Linked DNA regions of Danio rerio: region 2 is linked to region 1. Evidence: chromatin contacts called from public Hi-C data. All regions are on one chromosome and are shown on one strand. Each heading gives the region's core, a stretch centred on a gene start, on an enhancer-like site or on the middle of the called end of the contact. The rest is flanking DNA. Distances are from core to core; before and after follow the strand shown. Region 1 holds the start of gbx2 (gastrulation brain homeobox 2). Region 2 overlaps agap1 (ArfGAP with GTPase domain, ankyrin repeat and PH domain 1).

Region 1 (2,700 bases), core at 122-2,621:
TGGCAGCTCGGCCTCAGGCACTATTCCCTCAAAATCTTCATAGGGGCTTTTAATTTACGTGTTTGACACTGAATTCCTTATTGTACGGATTTGTATAATTATTTCTGTCCTACATTTTTGACCCTCCTCGGTGCAACTAAATTATTTTTTAAGTTGGAAAATGTATTCTAGCTTACAGAAAGCGGTTTAAGAGTAGCCAACCATTTATTTCAAACACGAGACGTTACGAATATTGAATAATAAATAATTTAAATTATTTTAAGATTAGCTTTTAAAAACATTTTATTTTTAATTGGAGAACGCATAAATCAGTAACCTGCCAGTTTCACTTATGGCGTTTTTAAACATACAAATTTCATTTATAAAGACTTTTAAAATCCGTTGTCTATGTTAGTTTAATATAAAAGTATTCACTGTGAAAACAATTGCGTGCAGAGTTTAGTCTCACCTGTAGAGGTGTGTACGGACTGCGAATCGTGGAAGGACGGAATGCTCGTCGAATCTTTCGTCGCAAACGTTTTCCCATCCTCTCCATCCAAACGAATATCCTGAGATTTGTCGAACATGGCGTGAATAGACTGAGAGCCGAGCTTCCTCGCCGCGTCTTGGTGCTGTTGGGACGGCGAGGAGGAGAAGCCGCCGGGTAACGTGGCCATTAGCGTGGATGTGAGTGCCATGCCCTGCGCCAGGCTGGAGCAGAAGCTGCTGGGTAAGCCCGGGATCGGGTGGTGCGGATGGGTCGTAGGGAGAGCGCTTTGGGGGAGTGTTGGAGGGGGTGGAGGAGGCGGCGGAGGAAGCACCACTGACCGGTATGGCATGAACATGGGATAACCTGTGTACACGAAATGTCCCGGACTGGGCTGCGGCGGACCGCCGATGAGCGAGTCAATGCTGAATGCAGTGGTGCTTCCCACCGGACGCTGCATCATCATGAACGGTGTGCTGAAAGCTGCACTCATATGATCTAATGTGGACAATTTCTGAAGTCCTGAAGTCTGGGAGAAGCTTTCTCCACTGCGCTTCTCAGATTGGAATCTCACTGCTGGACAGCGTCATACACTGACACTCTCTGAGCTTTTGGTAATCCTCTGAACGATTCTGTGTGTGCGGTTCATAAAACCGTTGCATCTGTTTCTTCTTCCTCGATTCAGAGCCAGTTCGCCGTAAGAACAGAGCGAGACAAGTGCATTGAAACACAGACAACTCCCTGGCTGAGAAAAGTCTGGGCGAGAAAAAGGTCGAGCATCTCACATGAGCTTTATCGTCCTCCCTTGAGTTATTTCAGCGTCCTTGTCCCTTCTGCTTGGCCGCGTTTCATTTCGACCTGATGGAAGTCACAATAAATTGCTCCTCGCAGCATCAGCTGTGATCATCAACTGAAGTGTGAGTTTGAATTACGCTCCTTCGGTTTAAGCGTCTCCACCATGAGCTCTGGCCGCGCCCACCGCGCCTCCGCGCCTGCTATTGGTCTGCTCTCCTCCGGTTACGTGAAGCTGTCCTGACGCGCCGGAGCCTCGAGCGCTGCTGCTGTCTCTTAAATTAGAACGTCACTAACACAGTCTCACATTCCCAAACAGTCAAAACAAGAATCATGTGAGACGTGATCTGATGCGTATTTTTCGGCTCTGCGATGGATTATGGTTGTGTTAATGCAATCTGTATAATGTAAACCATACGTACAGTATGGTCAGAGTGTTTGCATACTCTAACATGTCATTTTGTAAATATCTTTTAAAAATTACAAAGCAAAAAAAAAAAAAAAGCAAATCTAAAATTCCTACTTTAGAATTTTGATAACACTTTAACTGAGTTCTATTAACCACTGCCATATTATCTGCTTATTATTAAGATGTTTATTAGTATTTATAATGAATAATACTATTCTACAACCCTAATCCTGTTCAATACATAAACCCAACTACTACCTTAATAACTATTTTAATAAGCAGAAAACTAATAGTTGAGCTAAACGTGGTTTGCTAATAGCAAGATTTACACCTTAAATTAAAGTGTGACTGGGATATTTTTACTGAACTCAAAATCCACCTTAATAGAAAGACAATTTGTAACTTCTAAATGTAAGACTTCTGCTGTCATCCACTTCCACACTGTAAAAATACTGATTGCCTTAAACTTTTAAGTTGAATCAAATTAACCCCATGAGTCATTTCAACTTACATTAAATTGAACTGACTTAAAACAGCTTGCGAAACTTATTAAACTAAGTTAATCATGTGCCAACTTAATTTTCATACATTACAATTAACTAAAACAAATGTTGTCACAAAAGTATTTTTTTACAGTGCAGTCATTTAACTGTACACAAACAAATGCCTTTTACTGCTTGCAACTGTAAACTGGTATTTGTTTTAATATTATTTTAATTCACTATCTAGTCAGTAAATTTATTAAGATGAGGTATAAATCTCACAGAAAATGTCTCTTTTTGCATTGCAAATATGGTTTCTACGTTTAACTGAATCTGTAACTGAGAACTCACAGATGACACTATAACAGGCTGTTCATAATGACATGAGTCACGGCCCTTTATAGCAGTCAGTCATCACATATGTCATTTCAGACACCTCAGATACCTGTGAATCAGCAGTCAAGAGCCTTCATTCACACAGTGCTCTGTGCAATTCATACATGCAATCATGTATCAGTAAAGGTAAAATTCATAGACATCATAATGAAATC
Region 2 (2,700 bases), core at 83-2,582, 170 kb before region 1:
AATGATGTGATAAAGGCATGGATAAGCCTCTCCGCATCAGGTTGTGAGAGAAAGGGTCTAAATTATCATTTCAAACTACTAAAATATCAATAAACGTCACTTTGTTAAACTGTAAAGTTGAATTGTCAACATCATAAGTCGACAGAGCAGAGATCAAGGTCTTATAATGCAATTCACAACCTTAAATAAATGGGGGAAACATCACAAAATATAGGGAACTGTTTATTAACAGATATTTTTGCAGTGTATGGAAATACTTTAGATTATTAGTCACAAATATACACAAGACAGCAAAAACTAAACTTGACATGTCATATTTTACATGATCATAAGGTCATTTAAATACTGTACAACAACATAAAGTTAATTTCAAAGTCTAAATGCCACAACTGCAAACGCTCATATTATGTTGCTTTAAAACATTTTTGTTTGTCTGTTGCGTTAATCACTGTTTAGTTGTGATTTTGGCTTTTAAATCTGTGGTGTCAAGGACAAGAGACACGTTTATCTCGACATCTCATCACTCATATTTATTTTAATGACGCATGTGATGTCTGCAAGAAGGCCAAACAAGCGATTTACTTCTCAAAATAATGGCTACCGAAACAGTATGTTTTGTACAAGCATTTTTGACATCGGAAAGACCTTAAAAAAACAAAACAACCAAAAAAGATGGTGTTCCTTGTTTATAAAAACTATTGTCTTGCTTTTGTTTCACCATGTTTGAAAGCTGCGTACAGAGCTTCCAATGGATTATTCACTTCAATTTATCTTTATTTCTATAGCACTTTTACAATGTAGATTGTGTCAAAGCAGCTTAACATGGAAGTTCTAGTAAATTGAAACTGCTTCAGTCTAGTTTTTCTTTGCTAAGCTAACTTTGTAAAAGCCATTGTCTTCGTTTTTTAAATTGAACTTTTAAGCGCATTGAGAGATGTTGTTTATATTTACACAGCTACATTACACATCAACTAAAGTTTAAAATATGATATCGTAGTGGACCACCCCTTTAATAAATTCTGAACTAGTGAACAGAGTTAGAGTACTTAATTTAACTTGTATTAAATGATTCTGAACACTGATTTGTAGCACAAATTGTCCTGATAAAAGAAAATTATAGCAAATAACAAAATGATAACATATATGCCCTTCTTCATTTTCATGTCAATCAACAGTCCATCAATTCATCAATGTCTTAGTAGTATAGCAGTGAATGTTTTCCATCATCAGACTCTTTCGACATCAGACTAATTGACCTCTTTTATTGGACAGGAGGCCGTTTTAAAAAGGAGATTGTGGTGGACGGACAAAGTTACCTCCTCCTAATCAGGGATGAAGGGGGACCTCCGGAGGCTCAGGTAGGAAGTACAGCCCAAAATGCATAGGGCTTCATTACACTAGAGGATGGTGCTCTGATTAATAATGCTTTGTCATATCCAGAACATTTTTTTGTTTAAAACTATATTTTAGATTTGTTTTACAGGGAGCTGTGATGTAATAGGGTTTGCACAAGGCTGATGCCATTTATTTAGACCAAATGATTCCTAAAAATGCTAACAGGAAGTGTCATGTAGCCTTTTTCCTCATGCTCTGTGAATTTTATGGTGTCTCAGTCTGCTAGTTTCAGTCATTTTAAGGGCTACAATCATTCCAGTGCATCTTTTTAATAGGGATTCCAGTTTTCTGTATAGATTTCTTGAGCATTGGTTGCTTCACATTTGCATGCTTGCCTGAAATGGAAATGTGGTTTCCCAAAAGAGAGTTCACCCAAACATTTATTGTTAATTTAGGCTCCTTCAGGTTTTCCAAGATAAAGGTGACTTTTTTGAAGGTGACTAATGATTCTGTCTTCAATTGTATGTAAACAATAATAACGAATAATATCTGAGGTGAAGTGCTTCAAAACCAGTTCGCTATGCTTCAGAAAATTAAACAGCCTAGACTTTCTGCGATGGTGTTGTGAGGCATTGCAGGCATGAGTATCAGTTGTTGTCAACTATGCCACATTACACCAGAAGAAACGATTGAATCTTGTTTCAAGACATACATTTGTGATTCACGACTTCACATGACACCCTACATCAAAGAAATCAGGCCGAAATCGTGTGATCTGACCTGGGCTTTATAACTAACCAATTGAGTGAGCACACTTTCATTCTGCCAAATCAGAATTGCACTACTGAACTATGCCCACAATAGAGTGGAGGAACTATGACGTCACCTTGTAGGCGAATAGGCTGCTAGCATAAAACTAGTTACCTCGATAAAATACCTATAGGATTTTCCCATAGGCTTTTTGAAGATTGCGAATAATAAGCTGTGTTCAAACACTGTTCATCACACTTACATGTTTTGTCCAGCCGGATAATCCTCACACGAAAATACAACTTTAAACACTTTTTGATCTTAAATGCAAATACAAGAATTGAAAAGCTAACATTAGGCTATAAACAGACGACAGTGGCATCGGGGCGCTCACCTGTGACGTCAGCACCACCTTGCTAACGACAACTTTTCAAGCTTATTTTTAAAAATATGTTTCATAACAAAGAGTAAATCTCTCTGTTTATTATATTATCTTATACACAAATGAGACGTGAGGAACATGTCTTTTAAATGCCAGCAAGTTCCATCATGGACACAGAACAACATTCAGTTTTCGTTTTTATGTCACAAAGTACAGCGAAAAGCAGCCCATAC

Evidence for each region. A called contact is a pair of places that touch in the nucleus more often than the background predicts.
Region 2: a contact with region 1 is called in a Hi-C map of an unstated tissue, with 3 times the contacts expected there. The contact joins the enhancer-like site here to the promoter of gbx2 in region 1. A contact is called at or near these places in 4 of 18 Hi-C or Micro-C datasets (caudal fin, embryo, hematopoietic stem cells and 1 more) and 2 of 4 datasets of contacts at active chromatin or transcription factors (caudal fin and embryo).

What each region holds. Positions count from the first base shown.
Region 1 is chr6:17,047,596-17,050,295 of GRCz12tu, reverse strand. gbx2 (gastrulation brain homeobox 2) reads right to left here and starts at 1,371. Exons shown (of 2, transcript NM_152964.1): 1 at 449-1,371. The coding sequence starts at 959.
Region 2 is chr6:17,217,558-17,220,257 of GRCz12tu, reverse strand. agap1 (ArfGAP with GTPase domain, ankyrin repeat and PH domain 1) reads left to right here. Exons shown (of 18, transcript XR_012407728.1): 4 at 1,273-1,358. Among named protein-coding and RNA genes, the nearest start is that of gbx2, 170 kb to the right of the region's middle. Within about 2 kb of position 1,332, at least 14 of the 62 cell types and tissues checked have an H3K27ac peak or open chromatin away from gene starts, as enhancers often do.